Regions from separate parts of the Ovis aries genome. Here region 1 is linked to region 2. Evidence: chromatin contacts called from public Hi-C data. All regions are on one chromosome and are shown on one strand. The core of a region is the stretch at or near the end of the contact, and the rest is flanking DNA. Distances in the headings are between cores, read along the strand shown.

Region 1 (3,751 bases), core at 604-3,103, 240 kb before region 2:
GAGGGTGGCCAGCACTGCTCTTGTCGGGATTTTGCTCTGGAAAATGAGTGAGACGGGCTGGCAAGAGAGGGACAGCAGGGTGAGGTGAGGTCTGGGCGTTTAGGAGGCCCCATCCTGAGGAAATGGGACCTTTCTGGAGGAAGCACCAAGTCTCTGGGCGGCTGCTGACCCTGACAGGCTTTCTGGGTGTTGGCCCAGCGGTCTCCAGGGGGCTAGGGACAGCGGGACTGAGCTCAGGAGGCGGCCCCAGCTCCTGCCGCCTTCCCCCAGTGCCCACAGCCTCCCAGACGGCCTGTTTAGCCTGGCTCTTTATCCTCCTGGCCTGGACGATAGGATTTCTCTCTCTCAAAACAGGAATGTCTCTACCAGAACTGAAGGAAGAGGAAAGCCCTCTGGCTCCCTCAAGCGCCGCCCTGGCTGCCGCTCTGCCCCCCACCCCAGGATTCGGCCCCCTCCCGCCCTGTTCCAGGCTGGGCTCCAGACTGGAGGATGCCAGTCTGGCTGGGGGGCACAGGGCCTCAGCCTCGGGGCGTTTGGAGCTGGTGGGAGAGGCCAGTGGGGAAACCCCATCCTTTATCTCACCAACTTTAAAATGTGGGCAGAGGCCACACCCACACAGGCGATGCAATTTAATTCGTGATTCAATTCACAGGATTGAGCTGACTACCTCATATTTGGCAGCGACTGGGGTAGGGGCAGTAGGAAGGCCACACGCTTTGGAGTCACATAAACCCCAGACCTAACATTTATAGCAGCAAAGGCCTTTATATATCAATCCAGTGAAAATAAGTGAACTAAGCCCCCAGCTCGAAAAGTTGGGGGAAAATTCACGAAGGTTCAGAGGTAGGGTCTTCATTTTTTGATACTTTCCTCATCGATTGAGCCCTCCACGTGTGCCGGGCATCATGATTTTATTAATCATAATTCCTTCAATCCTCACAGCCCCACAAAAGAGGAAATACTTCGACCATTTCACAGATGCAGAAAATGAGACACAGTGTCAATCACAAATTGGCACTTGCCATGAGTGTCTGCTACTTACCTCTGCAAGGATTAAATCATGTGCTGCCACAGCTGCTGACCTCCAGCAACCCTGAAGGAGATCAGGGTGGAGAGTAGAGATGGGGCACTCTGTGCTCCAGGAAACTGGCAGGACAGGTCTTCAGATAGTTAGATCTTCTCAGGAGCTGATTTTATGAGCCCAATTCTTGTATCTCCTCATATCTAGAAAAGCACTAAAATCCTTCTTGGTGATGATTGTTTCTCGTGACTAGCAGAAGCTTCATGAGACCAGCAGAAACTTTCTATAAAAAAATATGTGCTTGATTGCATGCACTCTCCCTTTACCAAAATCACAGACATGCTATCTTCTCCCCTCACCTCTTTGGAACCGTTTCTCAGAACTATCTGAGGTGCTGTCTCCTGGGCTGCAGTCCTCATATTGCCCCCAATAAAACTTAACTCACAACGTCACGTTGTGCACTTTTTTTAAGTTGACAACGCAAAGGTGAGTACTCATCGCTGACTGACTCCATTGCTCAGCAACTGCAGTGAGGGCCGGGTGCCAGGCACCGGAGGGAGCACGGAGATGTTACCACGTCATCCTCCAGGAGTTTAGGGTCACGCTGGGGTGTGATGCTCTCACCCAGGCCACCCGCTCAGGTACTGTCCTCCAGGCAAAGGGTCAATCTCTGTTCCTGCTGTAGGGCCAGGACTGAGTCCTCTGCTGCTGTGTGTCCGCAGCAACTAACTCAGAGCCCAGTGAAACTGAGGGGCTCAGTACACAGGTGCCGAGTGGGTGGGTCAGTGGATGAAATATGTGTTGCCTAGTGTGCAGGTCACTGGCCACACACAGACACAATGCGTATTGTTACATGATGTCTCCCAGTTGCTCCTCCCGGTAACCCTCTGAGGGAGGCACCATCTTTATCTCCTTTTTTAAGATGGGCAAACTGAGCCACGCAGTGATACAGCCACTCGCTCAGGGGAAGGAGAGCCAGGGTGTGCAGCCTGGTGACGGTGCCTCCGCTCTCAACCACCACCCTCTACAGTTAGCTATCTACAGCAGGGGACGTAAGAGCTTGGAGTCGGCTGGTGTGGTCAACAGCATGAGGTCTGAGATACCCCTCAGACAACCAGAAAAAGGGATGGGGTTGAGGGGAGATAATCCAGGAAGCACACACACCATGTGTCCAGCAGACTGCCCTGAATTGAGGGCTGGGGGTGTCCGGAGTTACAGGAAGGCTTCATTCCTTCATTCCCTAAAAGACAGCCATTGAAGGCTGCTGGGCAAGGGGCTGCAAAGGGGAAGTGGGGAGACGGAACTGGCCATCACCAGCAGTGGTGGATGGGGGCAGGGAACAGGACAGGAGGACAGAGGGGAAACTTCTAGAATTGTCTGCAGGGAGGAATGGAAGCTCTGAGCTCAGAGACAAGCTGGGGGCAGAAGAGGGTGCTGGAAAAGAGGCATCAGTTCAAGAGTCATTACCAGGGAAGGTTCCTTGGAAGCAAACAGGAGGGTCTCCATGGGAACCATCAGACTCTGCCCCTGGGAAATTGCCCTTGCTGGCCTTTGAGTCGCATTTTTAGACAGTCCCTTGAGCCCCTGGGGTGAGAGACGATGGAGGGGAGAGGGTAGAAAAGTGGGGGTGGGGATCCACCAGCCCCCCAAATGCCTTTAGTGCCTGTGTCTCTGCAATGTCAGGAATGGGCTCAGACTCCAAGATAAACAACTGGTTGACCCGGCCCATGCTGCTGAGAGTTACTGTGAATCAGCCCCAGGCTCAGGTCCAGGGGTGAGAGATATTTCCCAGCCAGTGAGGAGGGAGCAAGCCAGCCACTCTCCTGGAAATTTCCACACGTTTCCCCCTCTTTTTGAGGAGGAAAAGCTGAGGGCTACAGAGGAGACATGACTTGTTCAAGGTCACATGGCAGCAGCAGAGTCACTGCTGGAAAATGCCTCCTTAGAAACTAAACCCAAGCTTCCTGTGAGTGCGAATGTTTCTGCTGCAAGCCTTCCTAGCTGTCTCCACCTGGCCAGCCTGATGCTTTGCAGATCTGCACTGCCTTGGTGGTTAAGAGTTTCCTTTGTTCTGCAGTAAACTCTGACCACCCAGGGGAAGTCTGGAACAAGGCATTTGTTGTTAAATATTCCAGGTAGTGGAGCATCATTCAGCAAATCACGTATTGATATTGACTGCTGATTATCAAACAGGGAGCTACACAGTATGTGAGTGTGCACTGCGGTGGGTAGAAAATATTCCCATTTTCCTCTTTCTTGGCACATGGTAGGACTGAATGTCTCTGATCTCTTTGGGAATTAAGTGAAGTCATAGGTCTTGCCCTGACCTATACAGTGTGGACAGAAGTAATGTATGACCCTCTTGGGAAGCTTGAAGAGCCAAGATACAGTTTTGGCCATGTCCCCATCTTGCTCAGCAACTGTGAAAGCGGGTGTTCAGGTGGAGCCTTGAGTGGCCTGGTTTCTGGGTGACTACCATGAGTGAGGTCCCCTTCCTTCTGGTCCACACTGGATGTGAAATGTGAACCAGAAATAAAGTCTTATTCATCTGGGGGGTGTTGTTAGCATTGCTTGGCCTATCCTATTCTGACTGACAGAAATTTGTATTTGGAAGTGGGGAGGGGGGCGGGTGTTGTTGAAACAAACCAAAAACAAAAAATGTGGCATATGCTTAGAGATTCCATGGCAGGTGGTGATAAAATTAATGCTGGAGGCTGGAAAGATGACGAT
Region 2 (3,621 bases), core at 818-3,317:
GGGCAGGGGCTGGGAGGGTGGGCCAGGGCTGCTGCAGGCAAGTAGTTCCCAGCCATACCAGCTCCAGCGACTCTTTCTTTGCAGGTGGCTTTCCGTCTGGATTTCGAGTTCAGCAAATCCATCTTCCTGCACCACCTGGAGATCCAGCTCACAGCGGGCAGGTCAGGGCTGGCCCACTCCTTTTCCCTCCCCACTTGCAACTCCCAGACCCTGTTCTGCCACTAGGAACTGCCTCTCCCCACACCGAATCCCCCATTCCTCACTGCCCCAGCCTGGGAAGGCCCCAGGTTAGTCCCCAAGTGCTGGCGAGCGTGCTGCACTGCCACTGTTCTTCAGCTTGGATAGAAATAATAATACCCTTACCTTTATATAACAGTTACTTAAAAGCCTACAGTTGTGAAGCACTGGGCACATATTATCTCATTCAGTCTTTACAGCAGCCTCTTAAGACAAGCAAAGCAGGATTTATTCCCATCCCACCTCCCAGATAAGAAAAAGCTCAGAGAGGTTGAGTGAATTTCCCATCAACACACAGCATGTAAATAGCACAACTCGAAGCTAAACACTAGATTTCCTACTCCTCCCATCCAAGCACTAACCAGGCTCAACCCTGCTTAGCTTCTGAGAAGGGACAGATGGGGTGCGTGCAGGGTGGTGTGGACGCCCTGCACAGATTTCCTCCTCTTTATCCAGTGCTCTTTCTGCCCTTGGAAAGTTCCCATTTTTAAAGACCTTCTCTTAATTCCTTGTGGATCTGTCGGTCTGTCTGTCTCGCAGGCTTCCCTGAGGCAGTGTGTATGAGGTTGACACCATGAATCACCCATGTCGGTAATAAACACACAAACACAGGAAGGGATTCTAGCTTTATAAGGCTTTATAAACCCTCCTGAGAACTTCTCCACACTGAAAATAAATCCAGCAGCACCAACATTCGAGCACACACACAAGTCAGCAGTCACGAAGTGCTGGTGATCCACACACCAGCGTGTGCTTCGTGTAGTTAGCCAATCTGTGCACTTGGGTGGAATGCTCACCTGCCATGAGGTGAAGATGTGTTGATATCTTGAGGCCTCCCTCTAAGAAAAGAGCCCCTTCTCACAAGTAATGAACACCCTTGCCTGCAGTGTTCTTGGCAGCGTGGCTGCTGGTGGGTGCTTGTGAGTTGGGCGTGTGTGTGTGTCAGACTCTCTTTTCTAACTAAACACCTCTCTGGGGTAAAGCTTCCAAAGGAAATCCAGCTTCATGTACCTAATGAGCAGAAATTGTATCTCTTTATGTCTAAAATGATCTGCCCCGGTGGTTGGTGGTGCTCAGAAATAAAGGGAAGCATGTTTGACAAAGCTCTAATGCCTCCCTGGTCTTCTCAAGGCAGCACACAGCCCCTCAGCCACCCCATGGGAGCTGCCCGACCTGTACCTCAGAAAGGTCAATTCAAGAGTCAATAAATGCTCTCAGTTCAGTTCAGTCACTCAGTCGTGTACGACTCTTTGCAACCCCATGAATCGAAGCACACCAGGCCTCCCTGTCCATCACCAACTCCCGGAGCCCACCCAAACCCATGTCCAGTGAGTCGGTGATGCCATCCAACCATCTCATCCTCTGTCATCCCCTTCTCCTCCTGCCCTCAATCTTTCCCATCATCAGGGTCTTTTCCAATGAGTCAGCTCTTCGCATCAGGTGGCCAAAGGATTGGAGTTTGAGCTTCAACATCAGTCCTTCCAATGAACACCCAAGACTGATCTCATTTAGGATGGACTAGTTGGATCTCCTTGTAGTCCAAGGGACTCTCAAGAGTCTTGAATTAATTCCTCATGCTCCTCTCCTCCCCTGGGCAGAGCCTTACTCTACAAGCATAATCCCCACCCCTGGGGCCCCCAGCACAGGACTTGCCCGGCTGACAGATGAGACGGGGCACAGGCTGCTGTGAGCAGGCTGGCATGGTCCTCCCAGCCTCCAGCCCAGATGTGCTGTGCCCAGAGAGAAGGCAGGGAAAGCTGAGGTCCAGGTCCCCCGCCTCCCCGGCTTTTTCCCTCCTGGGAGACAGCACCCTGCCCCCAGCTGGCCTCTCTGGAGCCGCAGCCTGAGACTAGCCAGGAGGCTCCTTCTCAGCCCAGCTTGGATCCCTCCAGCTGCCCTGAGGCAGTCGGGGTGTGGGGGCTGAGTGGAGGGAGGGCTGCCCCTTCGTGACCACAGGTGCGGCTGGCTCTCCTTGCAGTGACAGCGATGAGGAGGAGAGCACCAAGGAAGACAACACGGCCCTTCTGCGCTTCCACCTCAAGTACGAGGCTGACGTCCTCTTCACCAGGTGGGCCAGGGCCCTGGGGCACCTGTGCTGAGGTACTCAGAGATGCAGCCGTGTTATCCCTAAGAGTGCAGCGCCCCGTCCATGAAGGGGAGGCAGTATCCACTAGAGGAGGAGGAGGCACAGACCTGGTCCCCAGGGAGCCCCCTGCAGGGGGCACCCTGAAGGCTGGGGCCACAGGCAGTGTCCACCCAGGAGAGGCTGCAAGTGGGGACCTGCTCTGCAGAGAAGTCAAACCAGTAACAGAACTTGCTAAAAAGTCCATCTGCATCTCATTACCACCTCGCACTGGCAAGTCCAAACAGTATCAGTGAGAAAATGCTCCTCCCCCAGGACAGACTGCTCCCACCACCCCCTCCCTCAGTCTGCTCCTAGCCTCCAGTCTGCCCCCGACCCCACCTCCCAGAGCTCCCAGGTAGGTGGAGAAGCCAGGAAGTAACAGCAAGCAGAAAGCTCTGGCCCTCGTTCAGCCAACACTAGAGGCTGGAATGGTGCACAGTGGGCAAGCTGGTGATCGAAAGAGGCCATGCCCCTGGGCAGGAGGCAAGGACTGGGATGGCAGAGAACTGGCCCTTCTGATTCATGCCCGTCCCGCACACCAGCAGACATTGCTAACTGATCTCAGTGCTTATTCCTGCTGAGCCTCAGAAGCCTTCCCAACACAGCCCTCCCAATGGACACAAGAGGAAATCTGTTTGCTGTGGTCCGGGGGAGATGGGAACATGCCCACACCTTCTTCGTTCGTTTATCCGTCTGGCCAACACAGACTGAGCTCATGGCATCCCTGTCCTCCGTCCCTGCAGGAGCAGCAGCCTGAGCCACTACGAGGTCAAGTCCAACAGCTCCCTGGAGAGATACCATGGCACTGGGCCTCCCTTCCACTGCGTTTTCAAGGTTAGGCTGGAGGGCAGCCAGGCAGACAGAGAAAGACGGGAGCTGAGAGCCCCCATTTGGGAGGGAAGCAATCTGAAAGCATTGCCAGTGCCTAGATTTCAGCCTCAACCCTGCCACCCCTTCACTGTGTGACTTTAGGCAAATCCCTCCCCATCTCTGAGCCTCTCAGTCCTCATCTGGAAAAGTACAGGGCTGGACTGGGAGGATGTGTCAGTGAAGATTAGGTGTATCTGCTTATAATTTTTTAAATATGAAACAACAGTGATATGTATATAATGCCCTGGGGTTTATTCTCTCCCATAAAAAAGAAGTCCAGAGTTGACAACTTTACAAAGTCCTCTGGGACTGAGTCTCCTTGTATCCGTTCCACCATCCTCAACATGTGATTATCAACCTCTCAACTTCACCTCATAGTCCAAGGTGGC

Evidence for each region. Hi-C and Micro-C count contacts between places; a contact is called where the count stands out from the background.
Region 1: a Hi-C map of omental adipose tissue shows a contact between it and region 2, with 4 times the contacts expected there. The contact joins two enhancer-like sites. A contact is called at or near these places in 3 of 16 Hi-C or Micro-C datasets (hypothalamus, omental adipose tissue and tail adipose tissue).

The regions. Positions count from the first base shown.
Region 1 is chr7:15,343,658-15,347,408 of ARS-UI_Ramb_v3.0, reverse strand. No RefSeq gene overlaps it. Among named protein-coding and RNA genes, the nearest start is that of CORO2B, 39 kb to the left of the region's middle. Within about 2 kb of position 1,853, at least 2 of the 54 cell types and tissues checked have an H3K27ac peak or open chromatin away from gene starts, as enhancers often do.
Region 2 is chr7:15,099,212-15,102,832 of ARS-UI_Ramb_v3.0, reverse strand. It overlaps ITGA11 (integrin subunit alpha 11), which reads left to right. Exons shown (of 30, transcript XM_027971524.3): 22 at 85-161; 23 at 2,216-2,305; 24 at 3,106-3,196. Among named protein-coding and RNA genes, the nearest start is that of FEM1B, 34 kb to the right of the region's middle. Within about 2 kb of position 2,067, at least 1 of the 54 cell types and tissues checked has an H3K27ac peak or open chromatin away from gene starts, as enhancers often do.